2 separate regions of the Mus musculus genome follow, and region 2 is linked to region 1. A link is a contact called in public promoter capture Hi-C data. All regions are on one chromosome and are shown on one strand. The core of a region is the stretch at or near the end of the contact, and the rest is flanking DNA. Distances in the headings are between cores, read along the strand shown.

Region 1 (5,621 bases), core at 3,113-5,612:
AGCTGGATGGAGGACAGAAGGTTCTCTGTGAAAATTTCTGTCTGTAGAAAGTAGCTTGGTGTCATGAAGAAGACTTCTCTAATGGGAAGACCAGAATGCCCCCAGGGAACCCACACATTGCAGGGGGTGACAGATCCTTTGTCATCGAGAAAGCCTGTATGAGCAGAGGATACCTCTTCTGGTCTTTTTTGTCATAAGGAGACAGGGTGACTTTCTGGGGACACCTGCTACCTCTGCAGGAAGGCAGGGCAGGCAAAGGTACAAGAAATGCAGAAACCCTGAAAGAGGTCCTGAGGCTCTGTCTTCTTAGTTTAGCCATGAAGGCATCAGCTGAAGTCCATCGGAGCAGAATCCAGGGACGCTGGGTGTGCCAGGCTGGGCAAGTCAGGACTGTCCAGCGACTTTTCCCCAAGAGCCTGGAAAACTCCACTTCAGTACCATGGCCAACGGACGCTCGCTCGGACAGCCACTCCCTCTCTCTGTGTTTGGTCCTTCAGGCAGCCTGAATTTGCAGGGCAGATGGGGCGGTCGCCAGAGCTCGGTTGCGCATCTCTCTGCGAGTGTCTGTCTCCCCCATGCGTCCGCAGCTCCTCACCAGAGGCGAAGGGACTGAGTAGCCTCGGCTCCCTTGAGTGGCTGGGTACCCACGGTTTCCCTCCGAGGGGGATTTCTGCTCTCACTGCCTCCTCTGGTTCAGGGTCAGGAAGCTGATCAGAGCTTCCTCTTGGGTGGGGTCAGAGGGAAAAGGACAGGTCTCTGAAAGGTGTGCATGATGAGTATATGGCAGGGATTGGGCCATCTTACTATTTATGTCTTTGGAAGACACTCAAGGCCAAGCAGGAAAGGGACACCCTTTGTGCTCCAGCTGTCCCGCTCACGTCCTGGACTAGCCAGGGCTGGGTCTGAACACCCTGTACCTGCAGTGGCTCTCAGGCACCCATCCTACCCCAGCTTAAACTCGGGCGATCAGGGGCCAGGTGATATAGCCTACTCTCCTTCATCTTCAACCGCTTAGTCTGGAGCCTTAACATCTCCCACAAAAGACCTGCTCAGGGCCCCTGATGCTTTGCACCGGGGCCCTAACAGAATTAGCTGAGTTCTGGTGCTGCTTCTCACATCCCAGCCTCCCCAAAGAAAGGGAAAGAAATGAAGGATCTGGACACAGAGCCATACCCCACCCCCACCTCCATCCTCATAAAAGATAAATATGAAATCAGCAAAAAAAAGGGGGGGGGAGGGAGGCCAAATACAAAGTAGTAAAATCATCCAATTAATAATTATTCTGATGGACTCATCAGAATTCACAGCTGGGCCAAGAAAAAGGTGGCCGGAAGGGGTCACGTAGGACAGACACGGGGGTCTCCTCCTTGTCACTCACCCTCAGGTGAGAGGGAAAACACCTCCTGCCAACTTCTCGTTTTCTTGCTCCATTCTTTTTTTTTTTTTTTTTTTTTTTTATGGGGCATCCTGAGTGTAAAAAATATGACTTGTCTTTATGGTGCTCCAACAGGAATGAAGCTATAAAATTATGAACAGTTTTTATGATGGCTATTCGGGGGATGCTTTTATATTGATGGTATACAGCCCGAATCTGTCTTTTTTTTTTTTTTTTTTTTTTTGCATTCTGCCCCCTTCTCTGGGTGGGGAGGGGGGGTAAGTCTGTGTAACTATTTTTCATGCATTTAATATATTAATTATCCGGTAAATACTCCCCAGGCTGTGCTCGGGACATTGGAGACTGACAGGTTCTCAGTGAGCCTCCGAAGGCAGCGCATCAGCCTGCAGTGTATTATGTTGGCGAGGTCAGGGTGGGGTTAATGTAACTTTTTATTTGCTGATTTTTCATAGGCGGGAGCAAAGCTGGGATGGAGAGGAGGGCGGGGGAGGAAGGGATGGAGGGAGGGGGGAAGCAGAAGGTGCCACAGGAGCAGAGATAATGGCGAGGCAGAGCTCTCCACCCCCAGTTCACCTCTGTCAGTGCTGGGAGGTTTGATTAGGTAAGAAAGGAACAGCGTGGTCTTTCTCTCTGGCTCCAGTTCAACACCACACATCCCCGGTGACACCCCTGGGCACGAAGCTTTCCAGGGCTAGCTGCATCTTTATCATCGGACTACTCCTTATTGTCTGAAAAGGAACTCAGGGTCTTGGGCTGGAGGAGAAAACCCACAGAGTCACCTGGGGAGGAGCACTGGCCAATGTCTTTTGGCACATCCCCAGTGGGTGAGCATGCAGCCTTGTGGGCATGTGGGCATGTGATCTGGGTTTGTCCTCATGTATCCTATCCTCAAGGAGACCCCTGTGCCCATTCACAAAGCACAGCTTCTGGCAGCAAAGAAGGGGAATGGCGAGTGGGTTCTGCTGTCTCTGACTTCTCTTCTCTGTCAATGTCCTCTACCTAGAACTTGGGGGGTGGAGAGAGAGAGAGAGAGAGAGAGAGAGAGAATATCTATCACCTACCCCCATAAAAAGCCCAGGAGGAGACAGGGCACTCTGTGTGCCACTGGGTGATCGCCAGGCCTAGATGAGCTCCAAGTCTGAAGAGGGTAAATGTTGCTTAGGTTACTCTGGGGCTTTCGGTTTCCAGCATCCTGCCCCCACCCTGTCATCTGCTGCTGGCCCCAAGAGGGCAGCACAGGGGTGTCTTCTCGCTGGCCTAGGCACCTAAATGGTGAATCCCTTTGGAAATTTTAGTTTTGTTTTGTATGGTTCTGCACATATGTGCATGTGTGTGTGCTTTTAAGAACAGAAATCCTTATAGTACAGAAAAGTAGAAATACTTTTTGATGGTAAAGACATAGTGGGTGTATGTTTTAAAACCCCATGGACATATGTGTATGCACTTGTGTGACGCTGGGGATTGAACCCAGGGCCCTATAGAAGCGTTCTACCACCAAGTACACCAAGACAGGACAAGGGTTATCCCGGCTGAACCAGGAGCCCAGCACAAGTTCAGGGCCTCAGTTCTGCCCAGGACTACCGTGTAATGTCCCCCCTTTTCTTTTATTTGACAAAGTTAAGTGTGTGTGTTTGGGAAGGGGGAAATCTGAGGCCTTGCACACCCGTGCACTTTGTTCATAGATGATACGGAGTGCGCACACACACACACACACACACACACATGCGCACGCGCACGCACACACACACTTTCATGCTGCTCCAAGGAGAACAATGACCAGCTTGTGTTCAAGAATAAGACAGGTCTGGCCTCATGTCCTTGGTTTGCTATTTCCTGCTCTGTGACCTTAGGAGCGTTTCTTCCCTGCTTTCAGACTCAGTTTCCCCATCTGTGAATTAAGGCTAATTACATGGGGGAAAGAAACAAATAAGATTATAAAGGATAAAAATGTGGTACATGTAAGATTCTTAGGGCAGTATCTGACAAGCATGGGTAGGTTAGACAGCAAGACTCAGTGGGCATTTTCCATTGCCATCTCTGTTACGCCAGCAGGGGGAGGCCCATCCAGGAGTCAACTCTATTGAACAACTCTACTGGAGTCTGGTGTTCCCACATGCTGCCTTGTTTGATCTTGTCAATGTCCTTATGAGGTTCATAAGTACTATCAGACTATCAGACTAGTAAGGAAGCTAAGGCTCAGAGGTTTCAGTGGATGATGTCCCAGCCTGAGATCAGCTGGGAAGAAAGAGCCAAGGTTTGGATATTGGGATTCATGACACTCAAGAGCTCTTCTCCTCCTCTTCTACTTCTACTTCTTTTTTTTTTCTTTTCAAAAAATTTTTTTTATTGATTTATTATATGTTAGTACACTGTAGCTGTCTTCAGACACCCCAGAAAAGGGCATCGGATCCCATTACAGATGGTTGTGAGCCACCATGTGGTTGCTGGGATTTGAACTCAGGACCTTTGGAAGAACAGTCAGTGCTCTTAACTGCTAAGCCATCTCTCTAGCCCTCTCCTCCTTCTCCTCCTCCTCCTCCTCCTCCTCCTCCTCCTCCTCCACCTCCTCCTCCTCCTCCTCCTCCTTTCTTCTCCTCCTCCTCTTCTTCCTCCTCCTCCTTCCTCTTCTTCTTCCTCTCTCTTTCTTTTTCTTTTTTGGACAGAGTCTCATGTATTCCAGGTTAGCCTCAAACTTCATATGTTTCTGAGGACACTCATGATCTTCTGGTTCTTCTGCCTCCACCTTCTGAGTGCTGAGATTATAAATGTGCACTACCACATCTGGTTTATATGGTGCATTCTGGGGATCAAACTCAGGGCTTTGTGTATGGTAAGCAAGCATTCTACAAACTGTGATGCAATATGGCAGAACTCTGAGCAATTACTCTGTTCTGGGCCCTGGGGAGGGACTCTCATTGGTCACAGAGGGTATTGTCATCGCCTTTGAGAAAGGTGGAGCCCACTTAGGGGAGACCAGATACTTCAGAGGGTTCAGAGTGGTTATAGGAGAAGGTACCAGTACCAACTTGAGCAACATTAGCCCCTACTTCCTTCCTCCCTCTCTTCCTCCCTCTCTTCCTTCCCGTTGGATGCTCTTGCTATTTACACATCAGCTCTTGTTCTGTTCTGTTTTGTTTTGTTTTGCTTTGTTTTTCTAGACTGAGTTTCTCTGCGTAGCCTTTGCTGTCCCAGAACTAGTTCTGAAGAACAGGCTGGTCTCAAACTCTGAGATCTGCCTGCCTCTGCCTCCTAAGTGCTGAGATTAAAGGTGTGCAGCACCACCAACTGGCTATGTGTCCACTCTTTTACATGCATTATTTATTATTTTGCACAGCTGTTAACAAGAGTATTTATGTGTGGAGTTGCTGATTGTAATCACAGTAAAAGGAGAAGTGACATTTGAAGGCCTACTGTGTACTGAACTCGGAACAAAGGGAGTTCTGAGTAACTATATAACTTCAGCACATCTTCTCAGCAACCTGATGAGGTATGTAAAGTTGTTGTTAGCTCTGTATTATAGATGGGGGAACTGAAGTTTGGAACAGTTAAGTAATTTGCTCCAAGTTACACAGTGTCTTAGTTAGGGTTTCATTGCTGTGAAGAGGCACCATGACCAAGGCAACTCTTATAAAGGAAAAAAAAAAACATTTAATTGGGGCTGGCTTACAGATTCAGAGGTTCAGTTCATTATCATCCTGGTGGGAGCATGGAGGCACCCTGGCAGACATGGTGCTGGAGAAGGAGCTGAGAGTTCTACATCTGGATCAGAAGGTAGCCGGAAGAGACTGAGACATACTTCCTCCAACAAAGCCACACCCACTCCAACAAGAAGACACCTCCTAATAGTGACACTTCTTATGAGCTTATGGGGGCCAGTTTTCCCCCCAAAACCACCACACACAGTAAACACTAGAGCCTCCTCTTAGTTTGAATTCTTTTTTATTTTAGTTTTTTTTTCTTTCTTTTTTATTAACCTGTGTGTGTGTGTGTGTGCGCACACACACACAGTTCACATGTGGAGGTCAAAGGGCGACTTGTAGGAGTCTGTTCTTTCCTTCCACCATGTGGGCTCTGGGTCATCAGGTCATCAGGCTTGGTGGCAAGTGCCATTACCCGCTGAGCCCTGAGTTAAACTCTTAATAGTGAAGGATCACAGGACAAATCCCCTGCCACCTCCCTCCACTCCCGTCACTCTCTTCGCCAGTCAGAGATCTATGAAGTAAAA
Region 2 (6,164 bases), core at 3,614-6,113, 3.0 Mb before region 1:
ATGTCTTATTCCCACCCGCAGTATAACCTTCCAGACATGGAATAACGACAAAAGCGAGATGGCATTGGGAGAGCGTGGGGTGTGGATGCCATTTGGTTGGGGCTCAGCATTTCACTGGGTCTCTCTCTGTGCGTGGTGCCTGGATATCATAGCAATTGAACCAGCCAGTGTCCATCTTCTGAGTAGTTCAGAGATGTCTAACAGCATCTCTTTAGCTCCTAGGAACTAAAACGTAACATACGCAAGATGTTTTCATTCATTTAACAATCCCTAAGATAGCTATTATGCGCATGGGCCTGCCCAAGTGGTCTCAGAGGCCAGAGGTGTTAAATCCCCATGGAGCTAGGTGGTTTGTGAGCTGCCTGGTGTAGGTGCTGGAAATTCAACTCAGGTCTTCGGAACCACTGAGGCATCTCTCCAGCCCAGTAGGATTTTTTGTTTGCTTGACTTTTTTTTTAAATGGTAGAATTCTAAGAACTAAGGAGAATAAGATCAGAAAAACAGTCTTATCTCATGTGTACAGGAGTATATGGTGGGCAGCTGGAGAGATGTCACAGGGTTAAGGGCACTTGCACTTGTTGCTCTTACAAAAGACCTAGGTTCAGTTCCAGCACCCATATGGTGGCTAATTAATCAACTGTAGTTTCAGAGAAGCAGACAGACTCTTACCAGCTGCCACAGGCCCTTGCACGCCCGCGGTGCAGAGATGCTAACCCGTGTGCATAAAATTAAATCAAATTAAAGTGTCTCTCTCTCTCTAGATTTATTTGTTTTATGTGATTACATTGTCACTCTCTTCAGACACACCAGAAGAGGGCATCGGATCTCATTATAGATGGTTGTGAGCCACCATGTAGTTGTTGGGAACTGAACTCAGGACCTCTGGAAGGATAGTCAGTGCTCTTAACCACTGAGCCACCTCTCCAGCCTCTAAAGTAAGTTTCTTTAAAAAAAAAATATATATATATATATATATATATTATATATATATATATATATATATATATATATATATATATATATATTTAAAAAGTATGATGGGGCCGGGCAGTGGTGGCGCACGCCTTTAATCCCAGCACTTGGGAGGCAGAGGCAGGTGGATTTCTGAGTTCGAGGCCAGCCTGGTCTACAAGTGAGTTCCAGGACAGCCAGGGCTATTCAGAGAAACCCTGTCTCAAAAAAACAAAAAATAAATAAATTTAAAAAAAGTATGATGGGAAAGTTTGTTGTATACTAAAGTCCCTTTTCTTTCACTTCCCCCGGGCCTTGCCCTATCTCCTTTACTGATCAGGGACAAATGGCACCTCCACTATGTCCTGTGAGCCAACACCTCCCATAATCTTACACTGGTTTTTGTCCTCAACTCCTCAGAACAAGGTCCTTCTCTACCCCCTGGCCAGCTCCTCGTTCCTAGATTTGAGCACATTCCATTTATTTCCCTAGGCCCTCCACCTAATCCATTCAAAATTCTTGGAGGACAGAAGATGTTGGATCCCCTGGAGCAGCTGGAGTCGCAGGCTATTACAAAACACCTTGGTGGATGCTGGAAATTGAACTTGGGTCCTCTAAAAGGACAGCACGTACACTTTAACCACTGAGCTACCTCCCCACCCTCTATTTAAAATTCTTAAGTAACTGTTAGTATTAATCAGCGTTCCACTGCGGCCCCTCCCCATATCCATTTCCTCTATGAGAGGTCCTGGTTATATAGTAGGTGTTCAATAAAATATTAGTCATGTTCTCCTTCCTGCAGAGTACATCCTGAGTCCCTCAGAGTCAGAGGCAAGGCCTCATGTCACTGCTTGCACAATGCCAAGCACAAGCAGGTGTTAGGACAAACAGATGACATGAATTTGGTGAGCGCCTTCTCATTTGATCAGGAAATGACTATTTTCAGATTCCTGCTTTCTCTTCAGAAACCTGCAAACCTCTCCAACCCTCCACATTGGAGTCTGGCCTTGAACTCCAGGAGGGCTGTTATACAACAAGCACGTGTATGCGGTCTATGGACTCCCTGTAAACTCAAAGTCAGCTCTACAGTTTTGGCCCTCATAAAAAGAGAGAGAGAGAGTTCTCACCTTTCCTTTTACCCAGCATGCCTTCTATTCCTGTGAAAAAGACTCACCTTTTCCAGGAAGACTTTCTTCCTAGTGACCTAGTCCTCTCTCAGGATCGGTGTGGGGAGCCAAGCAACATTGCAAAAAGCGCCCCCCCACCAACACCTATCAAAGAAATGGCTCTGCTCACCGACGAGTCAGTCTGAAGCCTATTACTTACCGCCCTGTGTACGCATGCACACAAGGTCTTAAAGCCACACGCTAATAGCACAGGAAATGCAAATTCACGGAGGAAGAGGTCCACTTTGAGATTAGAGGAATGTGGAACGCATGCCTAGACTAATTTGGTCTCTGTCCACCGCTTTGGAAGCACTCTCTTGTCATTTGGGGCCCTGAAGAGACATCTCCAGATTTGACCCGAAAGCTATCTTGAGGGAGAAGTCACTTAAATACTATTAAATCAGTTTAGAAAACATCCCTTTAACATCGCCCCAAAGAAGCTCTTGCTTCCCACAGGGACAGACTTTAGCTTTAGCTGGCTGAGCGTCTTGGGTGAACTCCAATCCCTACTAAAATTTTATGACAACCAAGCCCAGTGGTCTGCACGGAGAAGTTCTGGGAACTTCAGTTCAGTCCCTGCACTATTCCGAATTTTTTCACCCAAGGGAGTCTTTTTTGCTTACCTGTGAGAGATGAATTAATTTCTTTCTCTTTCCTTTATACTCAAAAAAGTTGATACGCATGAAGCCCATGATCATCACTGCCAGCCTCTGTTTCTGCTTCCCAAGGGCCTGCAGCCCACCCAGCCTGGAGGGTGTCTATATGTGACCTCATGCGGAAGGCACATGTATGTGCAAATATTCCAAGCATCCCTTAACTTGTTTGTTTTGTGGACTCTGAGCTCTCTGTTGTTTCCTAATTGCTCAAGCCTCTCTATTTTCTTGCCAGGCACAGATAGTTAAGAGATACTGAGAAGATAACCAAGAGCTGGTAACCAGTAACCGGAAGAGGACTCTACTCAGTTATCAAGCTGGCCCCAAACAGAAGTTCCTGTTGACATTGGTCAGGAGACTCAGAGAAACGCCATGGGCATACTGAGTGGGTAGAGGTCCTTTGAGAGTCAGGGAGGGGAGCCAAATTCTTAGGTTGGAGAGTTCACAGGGCAATGGCGATCAATACGGCACTTTTGATCTGCACAGTTACTCAGGTACAAAGCGCCACTACCCTTTGTCCTTCTTTATGTTTCTCTCTGCTAATAGAACTCTTTACCCTAAATTAAGATTATTATTTAGCTTTGATGTTGTCTTTATATTTGCAAAGTACTTTATAATCCCCCATTAGCTATTTTATTCTCTTCTCATTAGCGCCACCCACTTCGAAAAGGTTATCTCAAGACTGAAGAGACAACACAGTGAGCTCTGAGCTTGTGACTGGATCCTGCCCATTGACTTCATAGATTCAAGCTAAGGGTGCTTGGTAGACCACACAGGGAAGCACAGAGTGAAAGAGCCAAGAACTTTACAAGAGTTTTCTTGGAGGAGTGGGAGAGACCCAAAGGCCAATCAACTGCTCTCCAGTGATGTGATAAAAGCCTGTGCATTTTTACTTTAATTTGTTGGCAATAAAATTGAGAGTTTCTCACGAGTGCAAATTAAGAGTATGGTAACTAAACGCATCTTTACTAGGAAAACGGCCCTCTTGACTGACTCATTGCCTCCATAAACAGAGCTGAGAACAGAGGGAAAAAAAGTGTCTGAACATAATGGTGTCCATCCATTGTTTCTTGAGAAAGAGACCAACACTAATTGCAGAGATGTGTCCCTTGGTGACTCTGAGCCTGGACTCTGTCTGGATCCTTCTCGCTGTCTGTGACAAGTGGCTGGGCTGGTGCTGCTCTTCTGACTACCCTCTCTTTGTTATGTTTTCCTCTTTCTTTCTTCCTTTCCTTTGCCTCTCATGGAAATACACCCACACTTCCTGAGGAAATGCGCGCTCATCTCTAGTAGGCACTCTCTTCAGGAGTTCCCATACACTCTAGTGTTTCCAGATGATTGCTACATCAGGTCTCTAAGGGCAATCTGGCCTGTGGTTCCATAGGCCCACTAGACGTCATTTGTTGTCTTAATGGTACCCCCGAACTCAGGTTTAAGCATCACCTCCTCCCAGCACGCCACCCTAAGTCAATAACCCTTCTTGTCTGACTTACCTTTGTTAGTGTCTCCACCCTTTCCCTGGAGACGCAGACTGAGCACCCAGAGCCGATATGAATCCTTCCTGTATCTAATCACTAGTCTTGGAGAACTACCCTTTCTGTCCCTAGAGTCAGAGGCTCCAGCCAGTCTCTCAACCTTCTAACAGTCTCTGTTTCACTGTACGAACAATCTTCCTAAACTAAATACTCTAGCTCCATCGTTGCTCTGTCCAGATATGAACAATCTTCTGAACTAAGTTCAGACCTTGGCCTATCAACTCGAGGTTTGCTGTACAGCCCCCGGAAGCAGTAAACTTGGTTTTGCATTTCAACTCTGGCACTTCTAAGATGTGATGGATCTTCCCTATCTGAATCTCTATCAAAAAAAAAGAGGGGGGGGGGAGTAGGCCCAGAGAGATGTCCTAAGCAGTTAAGAAGTGTGTATTGCTTTTGCAGAGAATCTGAGTTAAGTTCCTAGTGCTGTGCTGGGAGGCTCACACTGCCTGTAATTACAGCTCCAGGGAGATGTGGTGCCTCTGGTCTCAAGGGCATCCACACTCACATGTGTGCACCCAAGTACAGGTACACATACACAACTAAAAATAAAGTTCATCGGTTAGGTATGGTGGCGCATGCCTTTAATCCCAGCACTGAAGAGGCAGAGGCAGGTGGAACTCTGTGAGTTCAAGGCCAGACTGGTCTACAGAGTGAGTTCCTGGCCTGCTAATAATAATAATAATAGTAACAATAACAACATGAACGACAACAATAATAATAATAATAGTTATTATTATCATAACAACAATAATAAAATAAAACAGTAACAATAACTGTTTGGTTTCAGACCCTGGAACAAGGGACGGAGGTGCAGATTTCAGGCATCAAAGCAGACCTGGAGCCTCCGGGTTCTTCCTGCATCCTTCAGTCCCTAGCTGGCATATCCTGCTCCCAACCCTGAACTTTCCAGCCCAGGGGCTGGCTGTCCTTCCCCCAGCTGTTCTTCCCTATATAATCCAGACATTTTGGGCCTCTCTTTCTTTCCCTTCTCCCTCTCCTCCTCTCCCTCTCTCTGAGAGTTCTCTTTCTCGATTTCTCTTTCCACTTCTCTCTCTCTCCTTTCCCATGGTGACTTCTCTGGTCTTTGTCCTCGGGGCCAGAGAACCCTCCTGAGAGCAGCTTCCCAATAAACCTGCATTTAATATAATCTGATTTGGCTTGAATTGGCTCATTTCACAATAAATAAATAAATTAATAATAATAATAAATTTTAAAAGAGAACAGTATCCAAAAAGCTCACTGTAGAAATGGTCCCATATTTAAGGCACTAGCTATTTCCACACACAGTATGGCTACAAAGTATGACTTCTGTTTGTCTCCTTGGTGTCATCCCTGTTTCTTTCCTGAGTGTACCTCTTGTCCAAAACAAATGGTCTGACAGTTCTCACACTCTGTTGGAATATGACCTATGCAAGCCCCACTAAGCCTTCAAGTGTATACACATGTATGCACTGCTTCTTTCATGGGGAATCTCAGAAATGCCCCAAATGTCTTGTGTCCTTTTAAACTATTATATACTATCTTTTTTTCCTTTCTGCTTTATTTCATGAGAGTATCACTCCAGGGGAGGCTTGTCTTCATATCTCACGCAGCAGTGTCCTAACATAATGATCAATAAATGAATGCTTTATTGATATTAAAAGCCTGAGCTTTTGGTCTCCCAAGAGTGTGTTTGCTTGAATTACCCACTAAGCACTTTTTAAAATAGCAAACAATTGAAAGAGAAGCTAAGTGAGTCTGGAACTCAATCCAGTGCTACGTCAGCCAACAGGAATGGTCCAGACCTTGCTCCCACTTAAGATGCAATAAGTTGGTTATTGGGCGAAGCCACAGAAGTCTATTTGCATACCTTCACTTTT

The links. Promoter capture Hi-C pulls out the DNA fragments that hold promoters and counts their contacts.
Region 2: a contact with region 1 is called in a promoter capture Hi-C map of liver, with 2.5 times the contacts expected there. The contact joins the promoter of 1110028F11Rik here to the promoter of 1700109G15Rik in region 1. A contact is called at or near these places in 2 of 39 promoter capture datasets (the 3T3-L1 cell line and liver).

What each region holds. Positions count from the first base shown.
Region 1 is chr11:84,719,173-84,724,793 of GRCm38.p6, reverse strand. 1700109G15Rik (RIKEN cDNA 1700109G15 gene) reads left to right here and starts at 4,362. Exons shown (of 3, transcript NR_046197.1): 1 at 4,362-4,408; 2 at 4,731-4,883.
Region 2 is chr11:87,698,223-87,704,386 of GRCm38.p6, reverse strand. It overlaps 1110028F11Rik (RIKEN cDNA 1110028F11 gene), which reads right to left and starts at 4,863. Exons shown (of 2, transcript NR_045139.1): 1 at 2,741-4,863. The region is part of intron 2 of Rnf43 (ring finger protein 43); the gene reads right to left.